2 separate regions of the Bos taurus genome follow, and region 1 is linked to region 2. A link is a contact called in public Hi-C data. All regions are on one chromosome and are shown on one strand. Each heading gives the region's core, a stretch centred on a gene start, on an enhancer-like site or on the middle of the called end of the contact. The rest is flanking DNA. Distances are from core to core; before and after follow the strand shown.

Region 1 (4,861 bases), core at 2,225-4,724, 180 kb after region 2:
CTGATGCAGGTCAGGAAGCAACAGTTAGAACTGGACATGGAACAACAGACTGGTTCCAAATAGGAAAAGGAGTACGTCAAGGCTGTATGTTGTCACCCTGCTTATTTAACTTATATGCAGAGTACATCATGAGAAATGCTGGGCTGGAAGAAGCACAAGCTGGAATCAAGATTGCCCGGAGAAATATCAATAAGCTCAGATATGCAGATGACACCACCCTTATGGCGGAAAGTGAAGAGGAACTCAAAAGCCTCTTCATGAAAGTGAAAGAGGAGAGTGAAAAAGTTGGCTTAAAGCTCAACATTCAGAAAACTAACATCATGGCATCTGGTCCCATTACTCCATAGATGGGGAAACAGTGGAAACAGTGCCAGACTTTATTTTGGGGTGCTCCAAAACCACTGCAAATGGTGATTGCAGTCATGAAATTAAAAGACGCCTTCCTCCTTGAAAGGAAAGTTATGACCAACCTAGATAGCATATTGAAAAGCAGGGATATTACTTTGCCAACAAAGGTCCGTCTAGTCAAGGCTATGGTTTTTCCAGTGGTCATGTATGGATGTAAGAGTTGGATTGTGAAGAAAGCTGAGAATTGATGCTTTTGAACTGTGGTGTTGGAGAAGACTCTTGAGAGTCCCTTGGACTGCAAGGAGATCCAACCAGTCCATCCTAAAGGAGATGAGTCCTGGGTGTTTGTTGGAAGGACTGATGCTGAAGCTGAAACTCCAATACTTTGGCCACCTCGTGCGAAGAGTTGACTCATTGGAAAAGACCCTGATGCTGGGAGGGATTGGGGGCAGGAGGAGAAGGGGACGACAGAGGATGAGATGGCTGGATGGCATCACCGACTCGATGGACATGAGTTTGAGTGAACTCCGGGAGTTGGTGATGGACAGGGAGGCCTGGTGTGCTGTGATTCATGGGGCTGCAAAGAGTCGGACACAACTGAGCAACTGAACTAAACTGATAACATGCCCAAGGCCACACAGGCAGAAACTGAATAGTTTTTGACTGTTTCCTACATCTCTCTCCTGCTCCCTCCTCTCTCCCTCCTGTCTCTTTGGTCAGGTCCACTCTGGTTGAAAACAAATTTGGTGGTTGGCAATAAACCACAGAAAAGAACCCGTGTTGACAATTAGTCAAAATTAAGTCTGTCTTAGAGAACAAACTCATGGTTCCTGGCTGGGGTGGGTGGGGGGAACATTGGGGGAAAAGGATGGTTAGGGAGCTTGGGATGGACATCTACACACTGCTATATTTAAAATGGATAACCAACAAGGACCCACTGTATAGCACAGGGAACTCTGCTCAGTGTTATGTGGCAGCCCGAATGGGAGCGGAGTTTGAGGAAAATGGATACATGTATATGTATGGCTGAATCCCTTTGCTGTCCACCTGAAACTATCACAACATTGTTATCTATTATACTCCAATATTAAATAAAAAGTTTTTAAAAAATAATTAAGTCTGTCTAGTAAAGTAAGCCAGAAGGAAAAACACCAATACAGTATACTAATGCATATATATGGAATTTAGAAAGATGGTAACAATAACCCTGTGAACGAGACAGCAAAAGAGACAGTGATGTATAGAACAGTCTTATGGACTCTGTGGGAGAGGGAGAGGGTGGGAAGATTTGGGAGAATGGCACTGAAACATGTAAAATATCATGTATGAAATGAGATGCCAGTCCAGGTTCGATGCACGATACTGGACGCTTGGGGCTGGTGCACTGGGACGACCCAGAGGGATGGTATGGGGAGGGAGGAGTGAGGAGGGTTCAGGATGGGGAACACATGTATACCTGTGGTGGATTCATTTTGATATTTGGCAAAACTAATACAATTATGTAAAGTTTAAAAATTAAATAAAATTAAAAAATAATTAAGTCTGTCTTTCCTAATAAGAGTATTACCCTTTACAGCCTTAATTTTGGGCATATCCCTGTCTCTTAATATTGCTGCAAGAACTCATATCTGGTCAGGCCACTTGCTCTGACCTGCCTACAAGAAAAGCATTTCCACAAGCACAATAGTCTTGCTTGTGCTTGACTCACAGTCAATCCCACAGACGTTTCCTATTAGAGATTCTGGAACTTCAACAGGTCACAAAAAAACCCACATCCTTAGACATTCAATACAGATTTGCTTACAGAACCCAGGAGAGTATTTCCTCAAATTAGAGGGCGAGCTAACTGATGATTCCAGGAATCACCAAATTACTCATCTCATGACCTGGTTCATGATTTATTTGAACACATAACCACGTATTGATGAAGGGGTATTAAGGAATGCACCAGCCTGTTTTTACTATTGATGCCTCCATTTTATTTCAGAGTATTTCATGTGGCTCTCAAGTCAACGAGTAACATCTTACAAAGACACACAGTCCTTTTTCCCCCGTCAAAGCAGTTTTGCACACATGGCATCATTTTCTCCGCTCGGCAACATCTGGCTTCGCTGTTTCCATTTTAATGACCGGGGGCTTAGACGTGGCGGCCGCTGCGCTGTCCACTAGGGGTTTTCACAGACACGACTTCATTTGATCCTCTCCTCCCACCCTGCAGGGCCGAAAGGGTGCCCGTCCTCCCATTAGTTAGTCTGTCTGCGGTGACATCCCACCAGGCAAGCCTGTCTTTGCCCGAGAGGTGAGATAAACTAAGGGTCGGGGTTAGGGGCATCCGCAAGACTTCGGACCGGTTGCCTTACCAAGGACCTCCCCGCAACAAGCCCGCCTGGCAATTAAGTTTAGTCGCTCAGTCTTATCCGACTCCTTTGGACCCCATGGACTGCAGCACGTCAGGCTTCCCTGTCTTTCACCATCTCCTGGAGCTTGCTTAAACTCATGTCCACTGAGTCGGTGATGCCATCCAACCATCTCTTCCTCTGTCGTCCCCTTCTCCTCCCGCCTTCAATCTATTAGCCAGGGGCATCCACCCTCCCGACCCACCAGGAGGACTTCAACTTAAGCAAAGCATCGAATCCCGCCGCGTGTTAATCAAGTTCCAGAGGCCACAGCAGAGCGTCCTCGGGGCAAGAACGATCTCACTGTGCTGCGACTACGGGTCTGGGCTCGCGCCCTTCGGGAGCGGAGGATCTGGGGGTTCTTCCTGCTAAGAACCCTCGAGAAGGGCCGCCGAAGGCCCTCTCCTAGCCGCGGCCGAGTAGGGGAGGGGGAGTGTGTTGCGGGGAGTGTCACCTCGCTCCCGAGCCGCCAGCGACCCAGCTGCTACCGTAGCACCATACGGGAACCCGAGACTCGGAAACCGTTTACCTCTACTACAGGATTTCTGCCGGACCGCGTTGCTCACAAGCCCCGCCCCTTCCGTCGACTTTTCTCCATAGGCCCCGCCCCTTCCGCAGCCCCACCCCCGTTCCCCCCACGTGTGAGCCCTGAGAGGCTGGCTGGGTCACCGCGCGTTTGCTTCCGCCAGGTCTCCGGGTGTGTGGATCCCGGCGCGCCGCCCGCTTGGCCATGGGGGTCCCCAAGAGGAAGGTCTCGGGCGGCCAGGACGGCGCGGCTGCCCGGGCGAGCACAGCCAAGCGGGCCCGCACCGAAGAGCTCACGGGCGTGCGCTTCAAGGCTCAGCTGAGGGACCCGCAGGGCGCGGGGCCGGGTGAGTGCAGCGGGGAAGAGAGCGCGAGCTTGAGAGGCGATCTCCCAGCTTCTTCTGTCTGCGTGGGGCCTCCGTGTGCAGACGCAGCAGCTCCTTTCTGCAGCGAGGGTCAGAGCCCAGCCTCCCGATTTGTAGTCGGGAAACCGAGACCTGGGTGCCGGGGAGTCCAGGGCCACGATTTGCTTGATGGTGACAGTTTCCCTGCGAGTACATGCTTCCCCTGCCCGGGCAGCATCTGTCAGCAAGCTCTAAAATTCTTTTTATTGCAGTTGTTAGGAAAGTGGGTAAATGTACTCCTCATTCATCACAGCAGATACTTATGGAGTCCTGACTGAGTCGGAGGCTTTCCTCATAGCTCAATCGGTAAAGAATCTGCTGCAATGCAGGAGACCCAGGTTCGATTCTTGGGTCGGGAAGATCCCCTGGAGAAAGGCATGGCAACCCACTCCAGTATTCTCCATGGAGAATACCATGGACAGAGGGTTATAGTCCATGGGATTGCAAGAGTCAGTTCGGGGCTGTTCAGTGAGCCTGTTTGCAGTTACTGCCATGGCTGTCATCTCTGTTTTGCGTAGCTTTGATTCTCCACCACTCACACTGACCCAAGAACACGTAATAAGCTATCACAGGAAGCCACCACAGGGTCTGTCAGTTGACCAAGATTAGTGACTGATACGAAGTAGATTCTATAATTCAACTTTTTGAAAAGTGTGATCACCCTTGCACAACTTCTTGTAATCCATTAGAAAGTATTTAGATTATGAGGACAAAGCACAATCGAATTAGGCTAATATGTGGAAACACTGGCATTGTGTCAAAATGAAACAGTGACAGTGTTTCTCTTAAGTGAAAAATTAAGTTCATGGCCAGAATATCCTCAGTTTCTAGTTTGTCTTCCACAGATTTTTTTTTAAAGGTTTGATATCTGCAACTGCTAGCTAGTACTAGGAAGATGATACCTGCTTTAGCACAGAATTACACATTTCATTCATTCATTTGTTCATTAGTTTTTGGGGAAGGAAATGGCAACCCACTCCAGTATTGCCTGAAAAATCCCATGGACAGAGGAGCCTGGTGGGCTACAGTCCAAAGGGTCACAGAGTTGGACATGACTGAGTGACTAAGCACATACATTTCATTCATTCATTTGTTCATTATTTACAAGGGGCTGTTATTTGCTGGGGTAGGGATCAAATGGTAAGAATCAGATGGGCCCTGCCATTTTTAGATTGAATGTGTAAGTGA
Region 2 (4,888 bases), core at 334-2,833:
AACACGGGTTTTCTATTCTTTTCATTCCTTTTACATTTATTAAAAATTATACCCCGAGACCCTGTCTGTAATACATGAGTGTGTGGATAAATGGTTCTCACTACCTAGAAGGCTGTATATAGCAAGTTTTAAGCAGGAGTGGCCTGATGGATACTTAGTTGGATTCAGGAGAAAATCGGAGGAGGATCCTACAGCCAGCAGTCAGGAGGTAGGTGAACCCAGTAGACCCCTTTCTCCCTCTGGGTAAAAGACATTTGCCAGTCTGACCAGTACTGCATGTTCCAGGGTCTGGGTGATCCCTGCCCTGACAGTACTAGAGACGAAAACACACCTCTCTCCCCGCTGGGCGCCATCCCCCTTCTATCCAGTATCATTCTAGCAGTCTTCACATGAGGCTCTGGGTTGCCTCGACGCATTCCCAGGCCTACAGTCTCCCACTTTCTTCCCTCTGCCCGGGGAACTTGAGGGATACAGATTTCAACGCAGGGAGTCAAAAGTTTCAGGTACACGGAGTGCCAGGTGCTTGTAAAATTCAAATCAATTCGTATTTGGCAACGGCCCTTCCAAGCAGACAACCAGGGGTGAGGATCTTGCACTACTTCGATAGCTTTGCAAGCGCCTTGTGCGTGAGCAAGGACTCAGTGCAAATGTTACCCATCCCTTTAAGACATTCCTTGACCATCCTATCTAAAAAGTCCATCACCCTGTTTGTTTTTTTACTTTTTAAAATCTGCCTTATCCGTTTATGTTTGCTTTCTTGTTGTCACTTACATTGATTATAAGCTCCGTGAGAGCAGTGACCCTGGACCTGCCGCCCTGTTTGGGAATAAACAGCGCCGCCCACGACTGCCTTTAATAAGAATTTTGCTGGACAGTGAATGACGACAGTTTGGGGAGCGTCGTTCCGGCGTCAGCCGCGCCAGATACACTAGACTTGGGCATCCGAATCACCCCGCATGGAGAAGTACGGGCACGTTCCCCGATTCCTCAGTCCTGAAGACCAAAGAACCAACAGCCGACGGTCTCTCCTCAGCCGTGCGTCACGGCCTCTCTCCTCAGCGCTCCAGACCGGAAGCAGCCGGAGGCGTTTCCGGAAGTGGAGACTGCGGAAGGCGGAAAGGCTGGCGAGGCCTCGAGCGACGGTGGGAACACTGCTGTGGGGGCTTGGCGTCTCTGGGTGCCCGCCACCCCTTCCCATTCCCGGTCGAGCAACCTCCCTGCGCCTCCCCTCCCAACTCCCTGGATGGAATCTCGGGCCCCCGGCGAGCCGACCCAGCGGCCAGAACTCCCCTCAGCCAGCTGGTCGGTTTGAGGGTTGCCACGGCAACAGCCACTTCCGGGAGCGGGGTCTCGGCGAAGTCAGCTCAGGCGGTGCGGGGGCCGGTCCGGGAGCCTTTGCTCGGCTGCACCTACTGTCCCGGTAGTGGAGGGAGGCCCGGGTCCCCGCGCACCGTAGCTTCCCCAGCCTCAGGGTCTGCCCTTGAGCCGTGGGCCCCAACCCCCGCCCTCAGATCGCGTTTCTCTGTTGCTCCTGGCAGCAGGCACTTCTGAGAGCGGGTACTGTTTCCCCCTAGTCCCCTCCCTCTCCCCGCTCCCAGATCGTGTTTCTCTGTTGCTCCTGGCAACAGCCACTTCCGGGAGCCGAGCCGTTTCCCCCAGTTCCCCTGCCCAGTCCCAGCACCGCGAACGCTCGAACCCGGGGTTCCGGCCTCCCGGCAACCGTTGGTCGGTGATCTTCGCTGTCCGCCCGCGGGGGTGGGTGACCTCAGGCCGCTTGTCCCGGGCCTTCCGGCGGGGCTCCCGCAACCACCATGGTTCTGCTGCACGTGAAGCGGGGCGACGAGAGCCAGTTCCTGCTGCAGGCGCCGGGGAGCTCGGAGCTGGAGGAACTCACGGCGCAGGTGGCCCGGGTCTACAACGCGCGGCTCAAGGCGCAGCGCATCTGGTCAGGTGCGGCCCGGCGGCTTGGGGCCTGGGACGGGAGGAGAGAACCGGGCCCGCGGGGACGGGGTGAAGTTGGGCGGGACCCGCCAGGCCTACTCGGGCCGACTAGGGGCGACCGAGGGTCAGGCCAGTGAAGACTTTGCGAAGACGCGCAGCTGCCGGGCTTGAGATGGGGACCACGGGTTTCCCCAGAGATGCTTCCAGGAGCGACTGCACCGCGTGGGAAATCAGTCCAGAATATTCAGTGGAAGGACTGATGCTGAAGCTGAAACTCCATTACTACCTGATACAAAGAACTGACTCACTGGAAAAGACCCTGATGAAAGATTGAAGGCGGGAGGAGAAGGGGATGACAGAGGATGAGATGGTTGGATGGCATCACCGACTCAGTGGAGATGAGTTTGCGTAAACTCCGGGAGTTGGTGATGGACAGGGAAGCCTAGCGTGCTGCAGTCCATGGGGTCGCAAAGAGTTAGACACAACTGAGCGACTGAACTGACTGCACCGCGTGGAAGGGTGCTCGGAGCAGACGGGACGGGCCGTTCCACGGCCTGGGGAGTCGGGATTGGGCCTCTAAGCAAAACAAACCGACCTAAGTCCCGAAACCGAGGAGGGGGGAGGGGGGAGACGGGAGGTGGCACAGGAGAGAGCCGAGAGCCTGGACCCCAGAGCAGGTGTAGGGGATCTCCGCAAGTGTGAGAGGTGGGACGATCCCCGGGCCGATTTTTAAGAGTGTTCTCTTTTGAGACTTTGAAGATAGAGCAGTCTCCGGGGGGGTTTGGGGCGGGTGGGAGAGCCACCCAGCTTTGGGATGGTTTTCAAGGGCGAGAGAGACTCGGCGTTCTTGCCTCCCTCCGTGTTCCCTGCTCTCGGAAACAGCCTGATCCTCATGTTACAGTGTTTTGGTCACTGCCCCCCGCCCATCCCCCACCCCCCCCACCCCCAACCCCGGAGCCGTGACGGCCAATGCAACTTTCCACCGCGCGGAGATGTTCCCTGGCGGTGCCGTCTAGCAGTGGTAGTTGCTGTAAGTCGTGTCCGACTGTTTGCGACTCCGTGGTCTGTCCACGGGATTCTCCAGGCAAGAATACACTGGAGTGGGTGGCCGGTATCACAGGTGGCTGTTGAACACCGCCAAGACACTGCATTCTTTATTTCAATTCATTTAAATGTAAATTCTAGCGGTAATGTGCCTGCCAATGCAGAAGACTTAAAAGCCACAGGGTTCAGTCCCTGAGTTGGAAAGAGCCCTGGAGGAGGACATGGCAACCTACTCCAGTAATCTTCCCTGGAGAATCCCATGGACAGAGGATGCCTGATGGGCTACAGTCCATGGGGTCGCAAAGAGTCGGACAGGACTGAAAGGAGTTAGCACTCAGAGCCTCCTGAAGCTCCTAACTGTTGCCTTAGGCAGCACAGTACTTGACAGTGTGTTAGTCCAGATGTGATCCACGATGTGATTGTTTGATTTTTGTACCATAGAGTACTCCTTAAGGATCATAAACTATCCATTCCTTAAGAACTCATTTGTGGGTCATATGTATCGTTTCTTAGTAAAATTTACCTACTCCAGACCAAGCTCAATTAAGTGTTATTTTAAAATCAAAGCATCTGGAGGGGAAAGGGCCTCAGCTTCTTTTTCTGTGAAATTATCAATTGAAATGTGGTGCTGATTGTTCAGAGTCTCATTAGTGAATGGGAAACCCATTCATTTAATCTGTGCTACCTGTTCAGTCGTGTCTGACTCTTTGCATCCCCATGGACTGTAGCCTGCCAGGCTCCTCTGCCTATGGAATTTTCCAGGCAAGAATACTGGAGTCGGGTGCCATTTCTTCCAGGGAAATCTTCCCAACTCAGGGATCCAACACACATCTGGCAGGCGGATTCTTTTCCTAGTAGGTCAGATGGTAAACCATCCGCCTGCAATGCAGGAAACCTGGGTTCAGTCCTTGGGTTGGGTATGTATTCAACTTCTCAGTGAATTTCAATTTATGCCTCCTGAATGCCAGGAGGTATAACATAGCACAGAGGATTGGCGCACAGAAACTGCAGCCTGTTTCCGGTGGGTGAGCCCCCAGACTCTGCTTCTGTTGATCTAGGATGCATCGGTGCGCATTTGTCAGAGGTCAGGGACAGGTATGCCATAGCAAGTGACATCTAAGTGTCTGCTAAATAAAATAGCCAACGGGCCCCTGACCTCTAGGAAGTTTCCATTCCAGTGAAGTGTAAGGTGTTATAATAATGACTGTGATGCATATTGTCTAATTTCCTCTTGTTTTTAAGAAATGGAAGAATTAGCAGAACATGGTGTATTTCTGCCTCCTAATATGCAAGGACTGACTGATGAACAGATTGAAGAATTGAAATTAAAGGATGAATGGGGTGAAAAGTGTATCCCTAGTGGAGGCTCAGTATTTAAAAAAGATGACATTGGACGGAGGAATGGACAAGGTAATCCAGCATTTTTCTTCTCTGCACATGCCTGAATATAACAATCAGTGTGAAAAAGTCTTCAAGTTAAAAAACTGACCTCAGTATTTCTATTCAAAATGACAAAAACTGTACCATATAATTCCTTGTTGTTATTTAGTTGCTAAGTTGTGTTGAACTCTTTTGGGACCCCATGGACTGTAGCCTGCCAGGTTCCTCTGTCCATGGGATTCTCCAGGCAAGAATACTGGAGTGGGTTGCCATTTTCTTCTCCAGGGGATCTTCCTGACCCAGGGATTGAACCCTGGGTTTCCTGTATTGCAGGCAGATTCGTTAGTGTCTGAGTCACCAGGAAAGCCCATATTAACTCCTTATAGCAAAACGCTCGGAGAAAGCGATGGCACCCCACTCAAGTACTCTTGCCTGGAAAACCCCATGGATGGAGGAGCCTGGTAGGCTGCAGTCCATGGGGTCGCAAAGAGTCAGCGACTTCACTTTCACTTTTCACTTTCAT

The links. A called contact is a pair of places that touch in the nucleus more often than the background predicts.
Region 1: a Hi-C map of skeletal muscle shows a contact between it and region 2, with 4 times the contacts expected there. The contact joins the promoter of URB1 here to the promoter of CFAP298 in region 2. A contact is called at or near these places in 2 of 11 Hi-C or Micro-C datasets (liver and skeletal muscle).

Annotation. Positions count from the first base shown.
Region 1 is chr1:3,099,789-3,104,649 of ARS-UCD2.0, forward strand. It overlaps URB1 (URB1 ribosome biogenesis homolog), which reads left to right and starts at 3,475. Exons shown (of 39, transcript NM_001205980.1): 1 at 3,475-3,616. The coding sequence starts at 3,475.
Region 2 is chr1:2,923,073-2,927,960 of ARS-UCD2.0, forward strand. CFAP298 (cilia and flagella associated protein 298) reads left to right here and starts at 1,584. Exons shown (of 7, transcript NM_001046407.1): 1 at 1,584-1,950; 2 at 4,228-4,395. The coding sequence starts at 1,812.